Linked DNA regions of Zea mays: region 2 is linked to region 1. The links are chromatin contacts, called in public Hi-C maps. All regions are on one chromosome and are shown on one strand. The core of a region is the stretch at or near the end of the contact, and the rest is flanking DNA. Distances in the headings are between cores, read along the strand shown. Region 1 holds the start of LOC100217007 (Retinol dehydrogenase 14). Region 2 holds the start of LOC100275596 (hydroxyproline-rich glycoprotein family protein).

Evidence for each region. A called contact is a pair of places that touch in the nucleus more often than the background predicts.
Region 2: a Hi-C map of endosperm shows a contact between it and region 1, with 1.9 times the contacts expected there. The contact joins the promoter of LOC100275596 here to the promoter of LOC100217007 in region 1. A contact is called at or near these places in 4 of 25 Hi-C or Micro-C datasets (ear, endosperm, leaf and 1 more).

What each region holds. Positions count from the first base shown.
Region 1 is chr7:56,020,665-56,026,314 of Zm-B73-REFERENCE-NAM-5.0, forward strand. LOC100217007 (Retinol dehydrogenase 14) reads right to left here and starts at 3,515. Exons shown (of 8, transcript NM_001143383.1): 1 at 3,238-3,515; 2 at 2,928-3,159; 3 at 2,540-2,619; 4 at 2,175-2,328; 5 at 2,003-2,081. The coding sequence starts at 3,352.
Region 2 is chr7:55,749,711-55,755,360 of Zm-B73-REFERENCE-NAM-5.0, forward strand. LOC100275596 (hydroxyproline-rich glycoprotein family protein) reads left to right here and starts at 3,330. Exons shown (of 2, transcript NM_001149646.1): 1 at 3,330-3,854; 2 at 4,045-5,650. The coding sequence starts at 3,714. The coding sequence ends at 4,911. It overlaps LOC103633883 (probable pectinesterase 15), which reads right to left. Exons shown (of 1, transcript XM_008655551.4): 1 at 3,738-5,650. The coding sequence ends at 4,955.

The sequences.
Region 1 (5,650 bases), core at 2,265-4,764:
ACCCAGTCTAATGGCCGTTTTTGTTGGAGGTTCTAAGATATTTGGGCTTTGGACCTGTTTGGTACAATTTACTCTGCAAGTTGTTGTGCACCTCTTCCACTAGAGTGCTTGTTAATGGTGAACAGAGTGAATTGATCTGCCACCAGAAGGGCCTTCGTCAGGGTGACCCTCTGTCCGCTACTCCGCTATGTTGTTCATCTTAGTGATGGATGTTCTGAACTACATTATTGTAAAAGCTTGGGAGGAGGGTCTGCTGCAACCTTTGCTGAACAGGGGTAATGGTCAGAGGCTCTATTTATATGCTGATGATGTAGTGCTGTTCATATGAACCTGTGCTGAAGAATTACTGTTGATCAAGGAAATCATTAGGGTCTTCAGTGAAGCATCTAACTTGGTCACAATATCGGAAAGAGTTCCGTCACTCCTATCAGATGTGGGGATCATGATTTGGAATTTGTACATAAGGTTTTACCTTGCAATGTGCAGCACTTCCAAATACCTTGGGTATGCTGCTGGCAGTCAGGAAACTTACCAAGAACGATTTTTATCCGCTCATTGATAAGGTAGCTGATCGGCTCCCTGGTTGGAAGGCAACACTTATCATCCTGTCGGTAGAGCGACGTTGGTCAATTCGGTCCTAACAGCTATTCCAATATATCATCTCATTACCATTCAATGTCCCAAGTGGGTAATCAAGGCAATTGATAAGATCAGACGAAGGTTCTTGTGGAAAGGAAGACATCAAGGGAGGCCATTGTCTGGTTGGGTGGCAAAAAGTATGCCGGCCTCGCAAGTTGGGAGGGCTGAGAATTCACAATCTGGAGGTGTTAGGTTGGTCTCTAAATATGAGATGGTTATGGCTACAGAAAACTCAACCGAATTCACAATAATATACAGGTTCATCCCTGTGCGGCGACCATGTTTGTTGTGTCAGTTCGGTCGGTAGTTGGTGATGGAGCTGAAACGCTATTATGGTTGGATCGATGGCTGCATGGAAAATCTTCAGCTGAATTTGCCCCAAATCTGGTTTCTTCAGTGCCTAATCGTATTCGGAACATCAGAACTGTTCAAGGTGCCTTGGCTGATAATCAATGGCTCCACGATGTTAGAGGTGTTCTGTCCTTGCAGGCCTTCTATGAGTTCTTTTTGTGCTGGGACATGCTGCAAGGTTTTCATCTTGGCCCCGGAATTCATGACCAGCATGTATGATTCCCTTCCGCATCAGGTGCCTACTCTTCCAAGTCGGCTTACAATCTTTTGTTTGTGGGGCTGTGGTGTTTGAGCCAGCTGCACGCATCTGGGAGACGTGGGTGCCTCCTAAGTGTAAGTTCTTCCTTTGGTTGGCCTCTCTAAATCGCTGCTGGACAGCGGATCGCCTGGCTCGCCGAGGCTTAGCGCACCGTAAGTATCGCCTGCTTTGTGATCAAGAGGAGGAAACTATACAGCATCTTCTTGTGGCTTGCGTCTTTGCTAGGCAAACTTGGTTCTTGGTGCTCTCGCTAATAGGTCTGCAGCAGTTAGCTCCTGATCCTGGCGTTTCAGTTTTCCAATAATGGTGGAAGGCAGCTGTGTTGAAGGAGCCTAAACAGAAGAGAGGAGGCTTTAACTCGATGGTCGCTCTTGTGGCTTGGTGGCTGTGGAAACATCGTAATGCATGTGTTTTTGATAAAATTTCCCCAGTGTGGCCATGGTTGTCAAAGATATTAAGGAGGAAGCCAGGTTATGGTGCTTAGCAGGGGCACCGGGGCTGAAGCAGATTTGGCCTTAGTGTATTGTGTGGTTCAGGTTCTCTCTGCTGTCTTGTAACCCTCTTCTATTTTCGTGCATTTACCGCTCCGACGGTTTGTATCGGTCTATTTTAGATCTTTTTCTTCTTAATATAATGGTGCGCAGCTCTCATGCGCGCTCGAGAAAAAAAGTTGCAATGCATACAAATGCATTGTAACTATACATGCACCATAAGGTCAAGAAAACATGCATGTGTTAGATGGACAAGACATACCTCAAATCGCCTGGCAAGTTCATTAGCATGCAATATGTTTGCAAGCTTTGATTGCCCATATGCACCAATGCTACTATACCTGCACAACACAAGATTGAACAAGTGGCTAGGTTTTCTTCAAAACAAAGTAAATTAGACCGTAGAACATAATCACAGCACAGCAATTACATACACTGATTCATCGTTGATCTTGTCAAAACGGATTCCTTCCCGATATGCAAGTCTGTGCCCCTCTGATGACACGTTGACAATTCTTCCTTCCAAATTTGATTCATGAGAGGTCCTCTTCATGGTATCCAATAGAAGGTGTGTGAGCAGGAAATGCCCTGAAAATTATGAAATTAGAACCACAGTTTAGTAAAATTGTGTCTAAACACCATGATAAATGAAAACTTCTGAATAACGGTCAGGTAAAAAACTCCAGCTTGAGTTAGAGCGCTAGACTTGCACGTGCTATACAATGCTATATGATTTGAAGTAGGAAATCTCCATACACACAACAGTTTAAACAAGCAGTGAAGTATACTGAATGCGTACCAACATGATTAGTTGCAAACTGCATCTCAATTCCATCCTTTGAAAGCGCAAAAGGTATTGCCATTACTCCTGCATTGTTGCTGCCAGCAAGAGGGCCAAGTAATCAATTAAATGCCATAAGATATATTGAAGCTACACTTTGAACAAATGTCAAGAGAACCAGCATTGAATTAGCAGACCTATCAATATATAGTCAGATTATTAGAACAGGCACAAGAGAATCTCAAACACAAGAATCACACAAAGTTAAATAAATTCTACCATTAACATCTTGTAATTTGGAACCGAGTACGAGCTGTTTCTCCTGACTGAATTAGTGATTCGTTAGGAGTCATAATTCATCCCAGGTAGCAAAGCAGGCAACAATTAATATAAACATAATACATACATAAGGATGTTGAGGGGGAGACCCCTGTCGATGAATTGGGACGCGAAAGCGCGGACAGAGGCCATGGACGAGAGGTCGAGCTCCATGACGTCGAGCTTGGCCCCCGGCGCCTGGGCGAGGACGGCGTCCTTGACGGCCTGGGCAGCGGGAAGGCTCCTGACGGCCATGATGACGTGGGCCCCGCGCAGCGCCAGCGTTCGCGCCGTCTCCGCGCCGATGCCGCTGGACGCCCCTGGATGGGATTGGGCTGGATTACTAATAATAAATACTATGAAGAAGGAAGAAGAAATGTTGGGGAATAAGTACGGACCAGTGACGATGGCGGTGAGGCCGGCGGCGGAGATGCCCTGCGTGACTTGGTCGGCGGTGGAACTCCAGGAGAAGCCGGAGGGGCCCCGGCGGCCCAGAAGCCACGAGGTCATCATTTTCCCTCTCCTTCTCAAATGGCAAAACTCGAGCTTGCCTGACTGCCTAGCAGCAAATCCAGTCAACTTACCGGCGCCCTGGCGAAGCTTCCTGGAAACCCCCTACTCTCGCCGTCTCTGACAACTTTGGAAGCCTGGAACCCGAAGAGGGAGAGGGTGGGCGTGACGAGGCCGTGAGCCGACGATTCGTGTGCCCGTGTTCATATGTAAAAAAACAAACCTTCTACTGTAGACATGATATGTAGTCTACCCTGTCTAGGAATGAAAACCGATAAAAAAACGCATCTCCCGTTTTCGTCCCCACATTTTATCACCGAAAACAGGATAGGTCCAGAATAATCGAGAACGAAAACGGTAGTGAGATAAATGGGTGTATGAAAAAGAACGAAAGCGGAAATATTAAACGGAAACTCGTAATTTAATACATACACGTACAATATTGATGACTGACTAGCATGACAATTATATGAAACAAATAGATATAGAGAGACAACATTTTATTGTTGTTTGCTTGCCAATAGTATATATAGCTACGATCGATGTCGTTTGAGCTTTTAAACCACTTGCCATTAAGGAGAGCCGGTGGCTAGAATGACCACTTATGTTATAATATATCACTTAAGAATATGATAATTTAGTTTGTGCACTAATGTATATTGGGGTCATCCCGGATTTCTTAAATACGGGATAAATATGGGTTAAATTTGAAAAATGGGATCCCACGAAAACGGACGAAATAGACTCTCCTGTTTCCAGATTTTTCCGAAAATACGAAAATGGACGAGTTAAATGTGAAAAACGGTACAGATTAGGACTGGATTTTTTCGTCCGTTTTCAACCCTAATCCTGGAGGCTGTCACGATTAAAAAATAAAGCAAAGGCTAATAAAGTAGCTCGAGGCTTTATGTATTTACCACGTCACAAAGAGTCAACAATAAAATGAACACATATGATAATCTGGCTCTTAAGTACTCCCTCTGTCGCAATTTATCATTCGTTTGACATTTTCAAGTTTGACCGGCTCGTCTTATTCAATTTTTTACGTAAAAATAAAAAAATCAAAGCCACACTTAAAGTATATTAGTCAAAATTAATCAAATTTGGTATAAAAAGGTCAAACGAATTATAAATTGAAACGGATGGAGTAGACTATGTTAGTCTCAGTGAAACTAAAAATGTTTAATGCTGATATTGGAGGGCTATTTGGTTCCCTAGCGAAGGCCATCTCCAACGGTTCCCGAACCGTCTCTCTCCCCCTCATAAATGGGCACTATAGCTCCCCGAAAGCATCCAATTGTTCACACCATTTTCTCCCCCTCCCTCCGTGAGCTACGTAAACGCCTCGTATGTGAGGTGACCCTATGCTCCCATCGCAGTCGAGTCGGTGCTCTTCTCGCCAACATAAAGTTCCTCTCGTGACGCACGTTCGCTAGCCCTGGCTTCTTCCACATACATTGACGCTTCGGTGCGATGCCGAGCAGCATTGAAGAACCCTATGTCCGTGGAGGTGCCTTCGCCCGACGGTGGTCCGACAGTTCAAATAGAGACGACCGACGAGGCACAACGAGTAGATCTAGTGGAGTGAAGTGGATCCAGAGCTTCCACACCGTATAGCCGTCAAGTTCGACCTCTGAGGCGTCCACGGGCTTCCTCACTAGCGCAGCCTGCCCCGCATTCGACCAGGTCCTTTCAGACTTCGTGAGGCTAGCCACATTCCTCATCCTCGATCGATCAGTTCCGTTGCGCACATCGTCAGCGACATAGATATGGTCATCCTGATTGATATACTTCCCCTTTTCTATACTGAGTTGGAGGAGTTACCCATAGGTTGGAGATGAGGTGAAATAGGGGGATGAATGAAATAGGAGGAGATATTTAAATATGCTGGAAAAGTATTATCGGGTACCTAGGAACGGAGTACCAAAAGTAAGGCCCATGAAACCTTCTTGCTGACCAAAGTCTCCCCCACTGAGCAAGTTCACAAGGTAAGGCGACCGATCAGGTCCCTGCCGAACAGGATCGCGAGGCAGAGCGACTGACCAGGTCCCTGTCAAGCAAAGCTGCGAGTCGGATCGACCAACCAGGTCCTTGCTGAGCACGTCCGCGAGGCAGAGCGAACCATCAGTGTGGCAGAACCTCCCAAGTTATTGGGCCCACATGCACCTGTCCTTGTCTCAAAGACCTCAGACGACTATGCATGTGCACTAAATAACTTAACAGGATCCGTCCGAGTGTCCACCACGCAGCGAGTGCGAGCGGTTGTCCGCCTGGTGTAAAAATTCTGGCGCTTCGCCTTCT
Region 2 (5,650 bases), core at 2,080-4,579, 270 kb before region 1:
ACCAAAACCACTTGTAAGATCAAGATTTTAAATTTTTGAAATTGGGTGGTGTTTGGTGTTTGATATATTTTGAGTTGCTTTGGTCCCAAAAACTTCTCCCCCTTTAGAATGAACCACCGAAAAGGAAGACATTAAAAGCATATAGAAAACAAATAAGACTTGCCCTCTAACAGATAGCTCCCCCTAAATGAGTGTTCTCCCACTTTGAAAGAATATTCTACCCCTTTGTCATATAAGAAGGTATACTCCCCCTGTCGGAGATCCTCTACTTAGGAAAAGCACATGAGAAAGAAAGGTACAATATATGACTGATTAGACTAACGCCACATAGGTAAAAGATATATTTTAACAACATATGCATTTATAGAAACATGGGAAACATAAAATATGAAATATAGTCTAAGCAAAATCTGGAGAAGACATGTAATTGATACCAATAGAGGAATATGGAAATTCTTGTAGATTTGAAGTGGAAGCTTATTGTCTATCTCCGGGGACTCCATTTTCCTTCAATGATACTACTACATGTAATAGACTTGAAAACATGTATTAGTATCAAAGACTTAGATTATAGAGTAACCTCCCCCTGAGAGTGTGCATACAAGTTTTGAATACTTGTAGGAGACATGCACTTTGATTTTGATATCAAGAGGGGCAAATTATCTATAATTCGAGCTTTGGAACATATAAGTTAATTGATACCAATTATAGGATATCAATTGTAGGATATACCATATGAAGTGTATAAACTATACGTTAAGTAGTATACCATATGAAGATACCAATTGGAGTGTGAGTATCATTTACTTTGGAATATTGAATAAGCTATGTGTCGTGCTTAACTAACATTTTAAACCATGTAAGTTTGCTCAAGAATATGAATTCAAAACGAGCATTCCTACCATATGATTGACCTAGTATACATGCAATTTTAATCAAAAGAAAATACCACATGTAAAGCTAGGCATGTAAGGTAAAAGCTAGATATAAGAAAATAGATACACATATCAAAAAACAAGGAAATGCAATAAATCTAGTTGCCTTAGTCATGGGTGGGGAATTTGGGTCCAAAGTATTCACTAACCCACTTGGCAATAGACTTGGTCCAATATGATGCATCCATGATATAAATCCCAATTTTGCCAAGTCTCCTAATTCCCCGAAGTACTTCGGACTTCTCACTTCCCTCTTGGGATCCAAACCTTCTTGGTGATTTTCATGGTTGAGATAATTTCCTTTGGCACCCAGATGTGTTTGGCCCCCTTTCCTTTATTGGCTTGCTTGTTGGCCATGATTGCTATCACATTTTCATTCTTTTTCTTCTTGATCAAATTTGGTGTAGCGACCTTTTTGTCCACCTTGTTGATGTAGGTGTTGGAGATTTTGCTGGTTGGCTTTTGCTTTTGCTTATCCCTGGTCTTCTCCTTGCATTGATAAGACTTGCGGCCTTCCTTGTGGCATAGCCTACAAACCACAGTTTCTCCCTCTCCAGGCTTGTTCACTCCCGCAGTGGTGTTATCCTATGGAGGTTGGGTTTGTTTGGCTTTGTCTTTCTTGTCATACAAAGCCTTGACTAGGCGAGCCACCTCTTGCCATAATTGCTCATTCTCCATTGCAATCTCATCCGAAATGTTTCTATAACTTCATTCTTAACAAGAACATGATTGCAAGGATTATAATTATCAATTAAATCAAAGCAAGAAGTATAATCATCTTTCTTAATAATTTTAGGAATTTCAATTAAAGATGCTCCTCGGGTGCTACCGATGTTCTCTAGCTTACTAGTTAGCTCATTTTTATGTATGCTAAGAATTTCCATTTTTTCTAGCAAGTTTTCGATGGCTTCTTGAGAGCTAGCTAACTTAGCCTTAGATTTTTTATTCTTTTTGATAAGGCTATCATCGGTAGTTGAGGATGGAGCATTAGACTCCGATTGCTCAATTTTAATTGTTATCTCACAATTCAATTTACAAATGTTTCAAATTTTTCTAGAAAACATTTATAATCATTTTGAGAGCTAATCAACTTATTTTTCAAAGTTTTAAGTTGAGCCTTTTGTTTAGTGCAAACATCCTCAAAAAATATTTAATGGCATGCACAAGTTCATCTAAGGAGGGCTTTCCCTCATCATCACATTCATCATCACTATCATCACTAGAGGATGGGATACTTGTTTTACCTCTTGCCATAAGGCATTTGTATGATGACCGTGAATAGCGTGATGAAGAGTGGTGGCTGCGAGTCCTTGGAGAATCATCTTTGCTTCAAGAATCATTCCAAGTTTTGACACTTGTAAGCGTCTTGCCTTTGCTCCTCCTCTTTCTGGGTTCGACCATATTTGGAAAGTTGTCCTTGAAGTGGCTCTTCTCCCCGCATGCGAAGCATCCTCTTTTTCTTTGTTTTTTCCTGTTAATGTTAAAGAGAAGATCATCGACCTACAGGGGCACACCCATTAGATTAATGTTATGAATCATCCCCATTATCTTTCCGATGCGACGGACTGTTTCTTCGTCCTCAGAGGATGATATTGAGGGCTGATCATCTTCATCATCATCACTTTCTTCTTTTTTATCTTCTTCACTTGAGGAGCTTGGAGTGGGAGCCTTCTTCTTGCCTTCCTTTTCATCACATGCAAAAGCACTCGACAAAACAACTGTGTCCGGTAGTGTAGGGCAAAAAGTAAAGGAACAAAAGATATATTGATTTGATTCGATTATTGATGCGCACAATCGGTCATTACCCCTTCATATGTATAAGGGAATAGGCCTAGAGCCATTTCTAGACGTTTCCCGATATAATCCGTGATATTAGAGGGATAAACATGCGCGGAAAAGAGGTTAATTACGCCTATTTTGATTTGATTGTGAACCGTCCGGCCATATCTAATACCACAAATAGTGATCAACACTTATCTTTGACCAATCTGAAACAATCCTCGCAACGAGTAATGATGGGTTCTTCGCTCTTCTTTCTCCTACCTCGTAACATTTTCTGTGCCGGCCGGCGGGCTGCTGGCTGGATTTCTCGGTCTGATGGTTGTTCCTGGCTGGACGATGCACGGGAAATGAGATCAGTGGATACGCCATGCCAAATTCGACGTGGATGGAAATCGCGTCGACGGCGTGCCGTGCTCGAGCAGGCGCTCAGTCGTGGATTTTGGTCCGTGTCCATGACATGTTGCCTCAACGTGTGGATGTGGGGGTGGCACGCCTATTGTGCACAGAGCACGTACACAAGCCGTCCGTGGACTTGGCGTTGACGAAGGGGAACCAATCGGCAGAAGTCGTTCCGTTCTCGTTGCTAATTGGATGATTGATTAGTGCGTCCTTGACTGACCCGCACCGATGGAAGGGAAGGGAGTCAAACTTTGGTTTGAGTCGGATCGGAATCAGACCATCGGATGGATGAAATGGACGATGAGAGGAGCTGCCTCTGTGTTCCTGCCTTTCCCGATCCCAACTCCCACGCTTGGCGTGACGCGCCTTTTCCTTTTCACCCATCTCTTCCTTCCTCAATTCGTGCTCCAAATAAGCAACAAGCCGACCCAACGATTGATCAAGCAAAAAGCTGCTTCTTCCATATGATCCACCACCGATCACTTCATAACTAGCCTCTTCTTTCCTTCAATTCGTTCACGACACACAGCATATCCAATTAGGCAACAAGCTGATCCATCGATTGACCGAGCGAGCAGGAAAAAAAAAGAGAAGAAGATGCAGCAGCAGAATGATGACACGGTGCACGCCGCAGCCATCGTCTTGGCCGCCGCCGCGAGATCCACCAGCACAGGCCTCCAGCGGCACCTCCAGCAGCTCGACGACCACGACCACGACCACGCCAACTGCGTCACTGAGGTATCTAGTACCTGCGGCTTTCTTTCAGAATTTCTGATGCATCAATCGAGTTCCGCAAATCATATCAAGTATTGTTTTCTGATTCAACAAGCTAGTAGCATAGCTGAGCTGATCCATGGTGTGTTCTAAACTCTGATGGTGTTGTTTGCCTGCCTTGCCTTCATGCTTTGGGTCTTGGGATGTCATGCAGAAGAAGACGAGATGGTGGTCGCGTCTGAAGGCCAAGCTCAAGTCGTTCCGGCCGCACGGCCACCCCCAGCGCATCGCCGACGCGTCGCGGTCGCCGGAGCCGCCGGGCGCACCATGCGCCGAGCAGGCGCCGGGCAGCTACAACTATGCGCGCCACGCGCCCCAACCTACGCTGGCCTTCGTGGCGCCGCCGCCGTCGCCCGCCACGTCCGTGCTCACCTCGGAGTCGCCGTCGCCCGTGGTGCTCCTCAACGCCAACGCCAGCAGCTACAGCTCGCCCACGGCCTCCATCTTCGCCATCGGCCCATACGCCAGGGAGCCGCAGCAGCTGGTGTCGCCGCCGGCCTTTTCCGCGTCCGCGGGCCTCACCGAGCCGTCCACCGCGCCACTCACGCCCCCGCCGGAGTCCAGCCTCCAACTGCTGGCCACCACGCCGTCGTCGCCGGAGGTCCCCTTCGCCCAGTTCCTATGGTCTTCCGCTGCGGCAGACCAGCAGGCGCACTGCTCTGGCGGCGGCACCGGCACCGGCACCGGCACGGCCAGCGACGGTTTCCTCCACGCCTACCAGCTGCAGCCGGGCAGCCCCGTCCTCAAATCGCCGGGATCGACCTCCTCGTCGCCGCCACCATGGAACATGGAGCAGCAGCACTGGGTGCCAAGGCACAGTGCTGGTGAGCGCGTCACCATCAAGGACGAATCAATTGATGATGGGGCGGCCACTGGCGGGGGCGAGTTTGTGTTCGGCAGTAACGCGGATGCGGCGGCCGTTGATCGGTTTGCGGGTGGTGAGGTCGGCGGTGGCGGAACCCTGGCGTTGGGAGACGCGACTGAGCAGTGGCCTTTCCTCCTTCCTTGCTCATACTCATAGTTGACTGACTCCACTCCATACAGATTGCAAACTGATTGACATGTTATACTAGATTTACATGGTGCTGTCCTGGCTGGCCACGACTGAATTCGGCAGATATGATGTCCTCGCCGGCAGCGCCCAGTATCGGCGGAAGCGCCCACTGGTTTCCGTTGATGTAGGAGAGGTCCATGAATGGCGCGGCCTGGCGCTGGTCCAACTGCCTCGCGTACGCCACCCTCTGCGCGGTGCCACCGCTGGCGCCGGGGCCCGTGCAGTCGTACTCGCCGAAGAACACGGACTGCTGCCTGGCGGGGTCGTTCCAGTCGTTCCATCCCGCGGGCGCGACGACGGCGGAGAGGTACGTCCTGGCGAAGACGACGGTAGCGTAGGGGCCCCACGCCCTACCCAGCCACACCTGCCCCGTGCCCACGACGTTGCAGTCCACGAACGCCAAGCCCGTCCTCTCGGCGAGCGACGCACGCCCGTGCGCCGTGACGCTCCCCGTGACGGTGCCGTTCGCGGCGGCGTTGGCGACGGAGCTGATGGTGCAGCCGAGGTAGAGGGAGCGCGCGTTGCCGAAGATAAAGTCGATGGAGCCCTCGACGTAGCAGCCGCGGAAGAAGTGGCGGCCCTGCTCGTCCAGCAGCGTGTCCTGGGAGCTGTAGAAGCCGCACCAGTAGAAGGCGGCCTGGTCGCCCCGGACGCGCAGCGCCACCGCCTGGCCGCCCGCGTCCCCCGGGTCGGCGGGGCGAGCCGT